Linked DNA regions of Mus musculus: regions 1 and 3 are each linked to region 2. A link is a contact called in public promoter capture Hi-C data. All regions are on one chromosome and are shown on one strand. The core of a region is the stretch at or near the end of the contact, and the rest is flanking DNA. Distances in the headings are between cores, read along the strand shown. Region 1 overlaps Fmn1 (formin 1). Region 2 holds the start of Grem1 (gremlin 1, DAN family BMP antagonist). Region 3 overlaps Fmn1 (formin 1).

The links. Promoter capture Hi-C pulls out the DNA fragments that hold promoters and counts their contacts.
Region 1: a promoter capture Hi-C map of the 3T3-L1 cell line shows a contact between it and region 2, with 13 times the contacts expected there. The contact joins the enhancer-like site here to the promoter of Grem1 in region 2. A contact is called at or near these places in 20 of 39 promoter capture datasets (the 3T3-L1 cell line, 3T3-L1-derived adipocytes, the HPC-7 cell line and 12 more), 9 of 484 Hi-C or Micro-C datasets (the 3T3-L1 cell line, bone marrow-derived macrophages, embryonic fibroblasts and 5 more), 4 of 115 datasets of contacts at active chromatin or transcription factors (embryonic forebrain, embryonic stem cells, stem cell-derived neural progenitor cells and 1 more) and 4 of 9 other capture datasets (adipose tissue, embryonic stem cells, macrophages and 1 more).
Region 3: a promoter capture Hi-C map of the 3T3-L1 cell line shows a contact between it and region 2, with 2.6 times the contacts expected there. The contact joins the enhancer-like site here to the promoter of Grem1 in region 2. A contact is called at or near these places in 3 of 39 promoter capture datasets (the 3T3-L1 cell line, cranial neural crest and liver), 1 of 15 datasets of contacts at CTCF or cohesin (the NIH/3T3 cell line) and 2 of 115 datasets of contacts at active chromatin or transcription factors (bone marrow-derived macrophages and embryonic fibroblasts).

The regions. Positions count from the first base shown.
Region 1 is chr2:113,493,381-113,496,993 of GRCm38.p6, forward strand. The region is part of intron 5 of Fmn1 (formin 1); the gene reads left to right. Among named protein-coding and RNA genes, the nearest start is that of Gm13963, 100 kb to the left of the region's middle. Within about 2 kb of position 1,256, at least 19 of the 459 cell types and tissues checked have an H3K27ac peak or open chromatin away from gene starts, as enhancers often do. A contact at or near this core is called in adipose tissue, where this site is marked.
Region 2 is chr2:113,757,290-113,760,575 of GRCm38.p6, forward strand. Grem1 (gremlin 1, DAN family BMP antagonist) reads right to left here and starts at 1,359. Exons shown (of 2, transcript NM_011824.4): 1 at 1,202-1,359.
Region 3 is chr2:113,448,174-113,451,472 of GRCm38.p6, forward strand. All of the region lies in intron 4 of Fmn1 (formin 1), which reads left to right. Among named protein-coding and RNA genes, the nearest start is that of Gm13963, 58 kb to the left of the region's middle. Within about 2 kb of position 1,863, at least 94 of the 459 cell types and tissues checked have an H3K27ac peak or open chromatin away from gene starts, as enhancers often do. A contact at or near this core is called in the NIH/3T3 cell line, bone marrow-derived macrophages and embryonic fibroblasts, where this site is marked.

The DNA.
Region 1 (3,613 bases), core at 6-2,505, 260 kb before region 2:
TATCTAGTTGTCATTGAGATACATGCTAAAAAAAAAGGTGAGATAGGGAAAACAAAAGGCATTTCCTTTGTCTGTCGAGGAGAGCGTAATAATTTAGCAGTCCCGTCTAGGGCCAGTCCCATCTAGGGCCAGTCCTTTCTGCTGTTTGGAAGCTTCCGAGGAATGACAGGCTGTTTGGTCTGTTCTTAACTGATAGTCTTTGGGTTGTGGGATACAAGGAAATGCCGCAGCCAGTACTTGACCTTCCCGTTACGGGAAGCCTTCTGGTTTACTCCATTCATCACACACTCTGTTCCTAAGTGAGGAGAAGCACCAGGGAGCCATGGCCTCTGGCAGGCTCCGCTCATTGTGCAATCCAGTCACATTGATGGTAACTCCCAGGGCGAAATGGTCCAGGGAGAGCCGCCAAGTGGAAAATGTACCTAGGTTGTACGTTGTCTCCAGGAGATACCGATGGCACAGCGGCCTTCGTTAGGGGAAACTTGTGGGCGTCCTTACTTCTCCATCTCTGACCCAGTTCATGGGTCCCTTTCTCAAGGTTTACACTTTGCTGTTGGAGCGAACGGAGTGCTCTCTGCCCATGAGCTCATACAGCTAAACTCACAAAAATGTTAATCCGAGATCTATTCATTTGTGTCTTTGTCTTCATCAACACAGCACATGGAAATCATAATTTCTGAGCGGACAGGGGAGCAGTTTGGGCATTAAACTAAACTGCCACAAATGTGAAATATGAAAAACCTCCCTGGTATTCCCCTAAACGTTCATATCAGTGTAACCAAACTGCCACAAATGTGACATATGAAAAATCTCTAGAAACCTCCCTGGTATTCCCCTAAATGTTCATATCAGTGTAACCAAGATGCCAGTGAAGGAAGACAGAGAGTGTCTTAAGGGATATTTTCATCTATCTTTTTTGTTGTGCATAATATAAACCATCACAAGTTTAGCAGAATTAAATCCTGTGTGTTGCTGCTTTGGTTGAGCCTGAGCCATTCAGGCTCCTTAGAAGGCTGTGAGCAGACTTGGAGTTGAGTTCTGATGGAGGCTGTGGAGTAGCCAGTCCCCAACACACCCAGGATCCAGGGTACCGCAGTCTGAACGTTTGTCCCACAAAATGCAGATGTTGTCAAACCATGTTCACTAACCAGGAGCTGAGATAGAAGGAGAAATGCGCTTATTAGTTCCTGGTGGCATGGAAGCTTGTACCAAGTTATTACTGCCTCTTCGTGTACCACCAGCACACTCCTTCCCTAAACTGTATAATCATTGCTAGCTAGGAAGAAAATCTTTCTAAAATGTAATCTGATATATGTCTCTGATTTCCATGTGGGTGACAGTTTCTTACTATGTTTGTGGAAGCTTGCACATTTGTTGGTAATGGTACCATTAGTTTTGTCTTAATTTTCTTTAGTTGGAATATAAGTGGTACACAGTCTTAACTGAGAAATGTGGTTTCCTGTCTGATAGGGAACCTGGTTTCATTTCAGAAGCAATTCCTAGATATACCACTAGAGGGCAGGCTGACCCTTTTACTTTTTGAACCAAGCATGCTTTTATACTAAATTTTTTTTCTTGAAAAAAAAAATGGAATTAAAAAAAATGGTGTGCATGTTATACACAGAGATAAGGCTAAAATCAATTTACAGACGTGATATATCCTCTCTTTCAATTAAATCTGTCTTTCCGTGTATTCATCCAGACATCCATTGTACATGACAAAAGAGAAAAGGATATATAAAAAAATGAGTTAAGAGCCTATTTCATCTAAACATACTCATTTAAACATCTTTATTTAATTTATAATATATTTAATTTTTCATCTATTTCATTTAAAAATAGAATAGGGAGTCAGAGATCTCATTCACTGATCATTCTTTCAGGTTGTATTAGTGAAGTTAATGAACTGAACAAACTGGTTGTTGGCACTGTGCAGCAGCTAAAGGAATCAGAACAAACTTTTGACGCATTGGGATGGGGAGAGGAGAAGAGAGGGGAGGAAAGGAAGGGAAGAGAGGGAATTAGGAGAGGAGAGGGGGAGAGAGGAGAGAGGGAGAGAGGAAGGGGGGACAAAGGGGGAATGAGAGTATGACAATATCTGTCTCATGGGATGTTCATGCTGAGTGCTTCCGAGGTGTGCTCTGAGAGGTGCAGTTTTAGAGGGAAAGGAGAGACACTATTAGGGACTGTCAGTTTGAGTGGAGTGTAAGGTGTGAAGAGTCTGGCGACTCTAAGGGACGACAGAGAGCCTGGTCCCTAGAACATAGTCGTGGCAAACAGGACAGCAGCTGAAAATGAAGCCTTGAAGTGGAATTTTTCAGACCTTTTATACTGTGTGTTAGAATAGGAAAGTCACTTTTGCCAAGTCCTAGGTTCTACGTTTACATGTGGGTGAGTCCTTGCAGGGCTTTTTCAAGTCCTCTAGTTTCACCCTCAAGACCGTGAGATCCACTGACTGGTACTGTGCAGAGAAAGAAGCAGATCTGTGTTTCCAAGGCCCTGGTTGTGGCTGTTGAGTTGGATTTTAGGACATGGAGGGGCAGCTGGGAAGGTTAACCTCATTCAGGTCAGATGGCTTCAAGGTGCAGGCATGAAGGGCGAACTTCAGTTGCTGGCCAGGAGCGCTTGTACTGTACCTGTGCCAGTGGCAGCTTCTGCTGGAACCAGGGCTGCTGGGGCTCTCTCCAAGCCAGCAGTTCTCAACCTAGGGTCCTGACGCCTTCCGTAGTCGTGTATCAGATATCCTGCATATCAGCTATTTACATTATGATTTATAACAGTCGCAATTATGAAATAGGAATGAAATAATTTTATGGTTGAGAGTCACCACAACATGAGGGACTGTGTTAAGGGGACTGCAGCATTAGGAAGGTTGAGAACCACTGCTTGAAATAAATATTTACAACTTGATGCTGCATGTGGTATCTAGGATCTTATAAGTACACAGTAAATATTTCTCAAACAAATTACTGGGGAGGAAAAAGGTACCTATAACATATTACTGTATTATGTGACAACTGGACATCCTTTCCGTAGGTAAACCGAGTGAGTATACATACACCACCAGACGGTCGTGCCCATTCACAGGGGCAGCTTCTTACAATATCTATAGGTATCTATGCCATACAACTGTGTGGGGTGTGGAGTTTTTGTTTGTTTGTTTTTGCTTTGTTTTTTTTTTTTTTTAGCTCATTGTCCTATCTGCTGTATAGATAATAAACAAAATTCAAAAAACATACAGTTTTCAAATTCAACAGAGGAAGTTCAAGGGTTGAATTGCTAACATTTGACCTGTCCTGACGCATAGAGCAGCCAGTTTTAGATGACCTAACTGGATATGTTCACCTTAGAGGACAAGGACACGGTGGTGGGGGCAGGGAGGCTTCTCTTCTGGAGGGACCATCCTCTGAGATGCTCTCTGAGAGAGTGCATCTGAGACTGTCACAAAGCATCGCCTAGAGACTGAAGCGCAGACTGTATGTCACTCTTCATAGAACTCTTGAGACATCTCATGACTCCAGTGGGGAAAGTGGTCAAGCTTTCAGGAAAATCTGTGAAATACAAAATAGTTGAAAACTGCTTACTCAAGTCAAATTAATATTCCTTGGCCTAG
Region 2 (3,286 bases), core at 109-2,608:
AGCTAGACCAGAGAGCCCCCTAAGGTTCTCTGGAAGGTCCTCGGACGAAAGGCTAGTCATCTCGCATCCTCCCCAGCCAGTCTCGCTGGTGGATGGTTGCCAGAGCCGGGCATAGGCAAACACTAAGCTGAAGAACGCCAGAGAGGGAACAGCCAGTCCAGGGCTATAGAGAAGTTGTTCTTCCCAAACTAGAATTCAGGAAATAAGTAGGACCAGGGAGATGACAGCCACATGCCTTTCCCTTCACTCTAGACTTCTACCAGGAGCTAGAGAGGGCTCACCGGAATGGCTCACAGCAGCGGCAGCGAGCGAGGAGCAAGAGGCAAAGCGCGCAGTAGAGCGCAGTCGCTAGCGAGGCGCAGCGAGGCGTTACCGAGGCCTGTGGGGTACAGATCGGCCAGCATCTACGGAAGTGGGAAACAGCCAGTAGTGGCTGCCCGGCGCCTGCAGGTCTGCTGTATGGAGGATGAGAGCGTGGAACCCCCCAAGAGGCTCAAAAAAGACAGCCACGCGCCGGCCGGAGCACAGCCAGCACAAGAGTGTGTGGCGCGTGCACTCAAGCTTCGAGGTACCCGACCCCGACTTGTTAAGCCGCGCGGATTCTGTCTTACCAGCCTCAGTTGCATCTGCCATACCCGCAAATGCACACGCCACCAATTCCCAAGTCCTTAGCAGTTACCACTCAAAGCCCTGGGACCGCCACTCCTACAGACGCCCCTGTCCCAGCCCTGTACCCAACTCTCAAGGCTGTCTCTGCTTGCAACTTGCTGCGAGGTCGGCTTCAGCTCACAGAGATGCCAGCTCCGGGGCTCTGACTCGGCAACAGTGCCCTGTCCCGGCAGGCGACTCCCGCGGGCTCTGTGCTTCAAGCACCAGGACCGAGTTTGCAGGGTTCCAGCACATGGAAACGGGATGCACTTTTTTGACAACTTCTCTCTCTACCTTCCTCCCTCCCCCGTGGACCCAGTGCCCCTCAGTCACCACATCTACCTCTGCGGCAGGAAGGACCAGGTTCGGTTCTTTAATGCGCACTCAAGGGTCTTTGGTGCACCAAGGGGCTGTGTCACAACTGAGAAGAATTCGAGATGGTATGAACCCTGGGGACTCCTTGGCTAGCCTGGGTTCATACCAACACACACGCGAGCGAGCGCGCGCACACACACACAGAGACACACACACACCAGAATACCGCCGCGCTCACCTGTCACTTCCGTGGGTCCTCAGGTTCTTCGCTGTGGACGAGTGGCGCTGCGTGAGACCGCGGCTCGAGCCACTTGGGCTCGACGCGGGAGGAAGACGAAGGAGAGCGCCGCTACCACGGTACTCTGGGTCTCCAGGTCTGCGAAGGGCGCACCTAGTGTCGGGCATCTCCCGGTCTCCGGTTTAAATGCCGCCAGCCAAGCGCCGGGGACTGCGTCTCTCCATTGGTCAGGCGCCGTCGCCGCCGCGGGACCCGCTATCCGCCCCCTTTCCCGGTAGTGCCCCCGCCCACTGCACCCCTCCTGCTTCCCTGCGGGGTCCCCTCTCCGCCCGCCTCGCCTCTTTGTCTACACCCACCCCCCTGCCCCTGCCCGTCTGGGTGGGAGAGGTCACCCCAGGGAACCGCGCCTGGAATGCACAGCAAATCACATTTTCCGCTCCCGTTGGAGAGGGGAGCGAGGGAGGAAATCCCCCCACCCCGGCTTCTAGCCCCTCATCCCTTTCCAGCCCCAGGTCTGGGCTTCTCTAGCAGGCTGAACTTCGCCTGCATGGGGCTCCACGCTCAGGAGTCCCGGCTGCGCTGAGCAGAGCAACGGAGCGGGTCGTGACAAGCTAGGTGTTTCCTCACCATTGTGCTGAATGGCACCGTTGGACAGTCTGGTCAGACAAAGCAGGAGCCTTAAAGGATCTTCCCGAGGCCCCCAACGTAAAGGGTGTCAACCCTTGAGCTGGTGTTAACCCAGGCGGGCTCCCTAACAGCCTGCAAAAGGATACCCTCTTCTTCTTGGCACTGGCTCCTTCTGCTCAGATGCCCATCTACCTGAGCTGAGTGTGTGGCAGAAGAATGAACTAAAAGGACCCCAGCACTCAGTCCTTTTTATCAAGTGTTAGGGGAGGGAGTAAGAAATATACTGAACACCTAACAGGTACTGTTCATATATATATATGGAATATATAATATAAATATATATTTGACATATATATACACACACAAAGCAACTGAAGCAAGAAGGGAACCTCTGTTAATATCTCAAAAATTAGGACGTTCTGAATGACTTTTTGCAAATGGCAAGCTGTATCTGTATACTCTTAGTGCACTTCACACACACGCACATACCCAAACATACACACACACTGTTCCACAGTTAATAGTTGTCTACAGAGTAGAGCCATCAGATGAGCTTCAAGATCTATCCTGGTCAAGTGGACTTAAGCAGAGTTATGAGTCCCGAAGCCCACGGAGTTCTAATGCAGTGAATGCGGAGTTCACTGGAGCCCACCAAGAGGGTGCTCGGAGCCGGTGTGAGAATAATTTCCCCCAGAGAAAAGGGAGTTTATTTTATAAACTCATTAACTCCCTCTCATCTAAAGTCAAACCTTAATTACATGCCCCTTCCTGACTCATATGAACTATTCCAAATAACAAATGCAAAGAGGGGAAATTACCCTCCTTAAACAAAGTGTTAGTTTTTGGAACGCCGATGCTAGCCTAGCGTTTTCTCCACAGTCCATTTCATCTCCCAGTCATTACATCATTTTTCTTCATCATCATCTATCACTTCCTGTCACCCAAGTATTTTCTAGAATGTAAACTGCATGAGAGTGTGGCCTTTTCTATTTTGGTTGCTTTGATTACATGACACAAAATATGATGTCTAACGTAACTGGGCTTTGATAAATTCCTATGGGCTGAGAAAGTTAGGCATATTTGCACTAAGTAGGACTGTCAGCTGGGCCAAGTGCTGAGAATATAACCTCTGTGGACACAGCAGCAGAGGCCTTAGCCTCTTCAGTTTGGAGTCTAGAATGTTTGTAAATATTTATGTAGATAGGCACTTTTTTGGTCTTTGTATCTGCATTTCCACAGGTGACAACCACTGGTTGTCAACCATTATGTAATCTGGATGAAAGTAACAGAGGACAGATTCTTTAGAACCCTTTAAGCCTAATCACACAATCAAAACTTGCTTTTAATAAGAGGGAAATAAGGATCGCTCAACTAGTTACTCAAATTAAACTTTGATGGCGTTGAGTTAGGGGGAATTTAGACAGGGTCTCAGAATGTAGTCTGGGCTAGCCTTGGCCC
Region 3 (3,299 bases), core at 613-3,112, 310 kb before region 2:
TCAGAGTTAAAGATCTAGGGTGTTCTGTTTTGTTCTGTTTTGTTCTGTTTTGTTCCTGACTCTTGAACTGATTTCACAGCAGGGTTTTAGAGTAACTGTCCTCTCTGTGTTTATGCCTAAGATGGACTTCCCGTGGCGGTGTTTGCATAGTCCTGTGGCATCTGCTGCCCCGCACCTCACAGCACAGCACCCCAGTTCTCCTGCATACTTCAAATAACATTTTCCACTTTTCTGATCTATCTGTTCCTCCAAAACTCTTTGTAGAGGGGTCCCCTTTGGGAGTTTCCTCCAAAACTCGTTGTAGAGGGGTCCCCTTTGGGAGTTTCCTCCAAAACTCGTTGTAGAGGGGTCCCCTTTGGGAGTTTCCCTTGGAATTGTGCTACCTTGTTAGTGTGAGATGGGCATGAAAATTCTTGCACTATTTTTTTGTCTTGTTTTGTTTTTTGTTTTTCGAGACAGGGTTTCTCTGTATAGCCCTGGCTGTCCTGGAACTCACTTTGTAGACCAGGCTGGCCTCGAACTCAGAAATCTGCCTGCCTCTGCCTCCCGAGTGCTGGGATTAAAGGCGTGTGCCACCACGCCGGACTGTGTTTGCACATATTATAGAAAACTTTATCCAGGGCATTTTAAGATTTTTAGAAAAATTTTCATACACACACACACACACACACACACACACACACACACGCCTTGCATTTTATCTAAATATATCTCCAGACACATTATTTAATAATAAATGCTTGGTTGGATTTGTTTCTTGAACTAGTTTTCTGTTTCTAGAATGTTTCTAACCATCTCATGCCTAAAGCTTCATGAGTTTGATACAGTTCCTAGCCAAGTCTAGAGTTTGTCCCAGTTCGGGTCACGTTTGGATGCACTGAATACTCAGGAGCCTTCTCTGACTGAGCCTTTGCTTAGTGACTCTAAGTATTTTGAGAATTTTTAAAACCCTAGTCATGGAGTCTGGAGAAGTGACTCAGAACACAGAAATGGTCTTCCAGAGGAGCGGGGTTTGATTCCTAGCACCCAGATGGAAATTGACAACAGTAGGTAACTCTAATTATATAGAGTATCTGACACCCTCTTCTGGCCTTTGAGGTCACTGCTTGCACATGCTGCACACAGACAAAACACCCATCTATGTAATATAAAAAGAAACAAATCTCAAAAAGTCAATAAAACCATGTAATGAGAACCAAAAGCTACTGAAAAAGCATGCTGCCATCATCATTGCGTGGTGTGCCTGATGACCAGGCATCTGTTTGTGCCCCCAGGTTCAGATGAGGAACCTCTCTCAGTTCTTGACACTCGCTTCTCTTCTGCTACTATGTTCTGTGACTGGTGGCATTTCTCAATATATTATTATGGTGAAACTCAAAATCCCGAGAGAAAGTGAAGTCAAAGCTTGTGGAATTAAAAATGGCACCTCTTGTTGAATTAGTCTCTTAATTAATTGCCCGTCGGAGGGAGGAGTCATGAAGAGCGAAAGCTCTCGTGTGGTCTTATATGAACTGGGCACCTTTGGTTTCTCTTCCTCTGTGCATCTAAGAAACCTTGTTCTCCACTGGCAACACACCCGAGCTAGGCTTGGCAAGCCCTAAATTCTGTCCTCTCAGTGTTAGGGGGGTCATGGCTTTTGTGGAAAAGAGAACTCAGCACAGGCTGTTGAAGTTATGAGCAAACCACCCGCATAGGTGGCCTCTCCTAGGACTTTCACTGCCAGAAGCTTGGAGGTACCAAGCTCAGAACAACTTGGAAATATTTCTTATCGAGAGATCTGTGGATCAGCTCAACCCTCACAGGACTGAGGATCTGCCTACCCTCTGGTTTGCTTCTCATTTGCCTTAAGTGAGAGAGCTCTTCCTAGTGAGTCAGACAGCCTTGCTTCATCAGCCAGGGAGAGCTAAAAATATCATGGAATTATTGGCTCACTGTCGTCTGAGTTTTAATTTCCCCATCCATGGCTAACAGAGTGTGTTACGCCTAGGTGGATATTGCCTTGAAGTCATGTGTCTAGATGACTTGTCCCAAGTCCTCTTTAGCTGCCTAGGCAGTGGATTTGCTTGTTGTGTGTTCTATGGCCATTTAGGTCACTTGCATGAAGTGATTTTGATAGCACATGATTTAGAGATGTCCAAACTAGAGACCAGGACAGCCTTGCATTTTGTGGGTACATGCAGAAAAGAGGGGCAGACTGGGAAGCTGGAGGTGAAAAAGTGCTAAGCTTCCACTTCTTGTAACGCTTGGAACCCTGGTGGGAAAATCAACTTCCCCAAACTCAGTTTCAGCTAAAGCTTGACATTTAACAAGGAAATCCCAAGTGCAGACTCAAATACTGTGTTCAAAGAGTTTAAGTCATAGCTTTTGTTTATGCATTTATGTAGTTATTTGCTGTTCTGGCTAATCATATGCCAACTTGACACACAAACTAGAGTTATCTTAAAGAAGGGAACCTCAGTTAAGAAAATACCCCCATAAGTCCTGCTATAAGGCATTTTCTTAGTTAGTAATTTATGGGGGAGGGTCCAGCTCATTGTGGGTGGTGCCATCCCTGGGTTGGTAGTGCCAGGTTCTATAAGAAGGCAGGCTGAGCAAGTCAAGGATGACAAGCCAGTAAATAGCCCCCCCACCCCCCATGGCCTGTGGATCAGCTCCTGCCTCCAGGTTCCTGCCCTGATTGAGTTTAGATTTTATTTCCAAATAAAATGAATTTATATTAACAAACATCAGTAATAACATATAAATTTTGTTTTTCTCAAACTGATACCCATCTGCCCAGTCCCATTTAGTAAGTGCTACATTCTTGCAAAAGTGCCAGTTCACACCACATATTCAAATTCATTCCATATTTCTATCTCTTTCCAGAATACTTATTTATTTTCACTTATTGTAGCTATTGCTATACTCACCCAGACATTGTGCCAGTCACCTCAATTTGCTTTTTCCTCTAGATTCTTATACACATAAATTCTTGTATATACACTTGATAGTGAGTTTTTTAGGACCGGTGATGTGGCTCTGAGGTCATGAAGGTGCAAGCATAAAGGGCGTGTGTATGGGTCAGAACAATCTCCTGTACATACCAACAGAGGCCAGGCAGGGTGATGCGTGTAATCCCAGTGCTGGTGAGGCAGAGCCAGTGGATCCTGAAGGCTCACTGACCAGCCAGTCAAGCAAAATCAAGAGCTTATGGTTTGTTTAATGGTGTCTCCAAAGATGCAGCAGTGTCCATGACACTGTCCTATGCACTGGAAACTGTTTATGATGGCAAATAGTGCTCTCTGTATATCTTTTTTTGT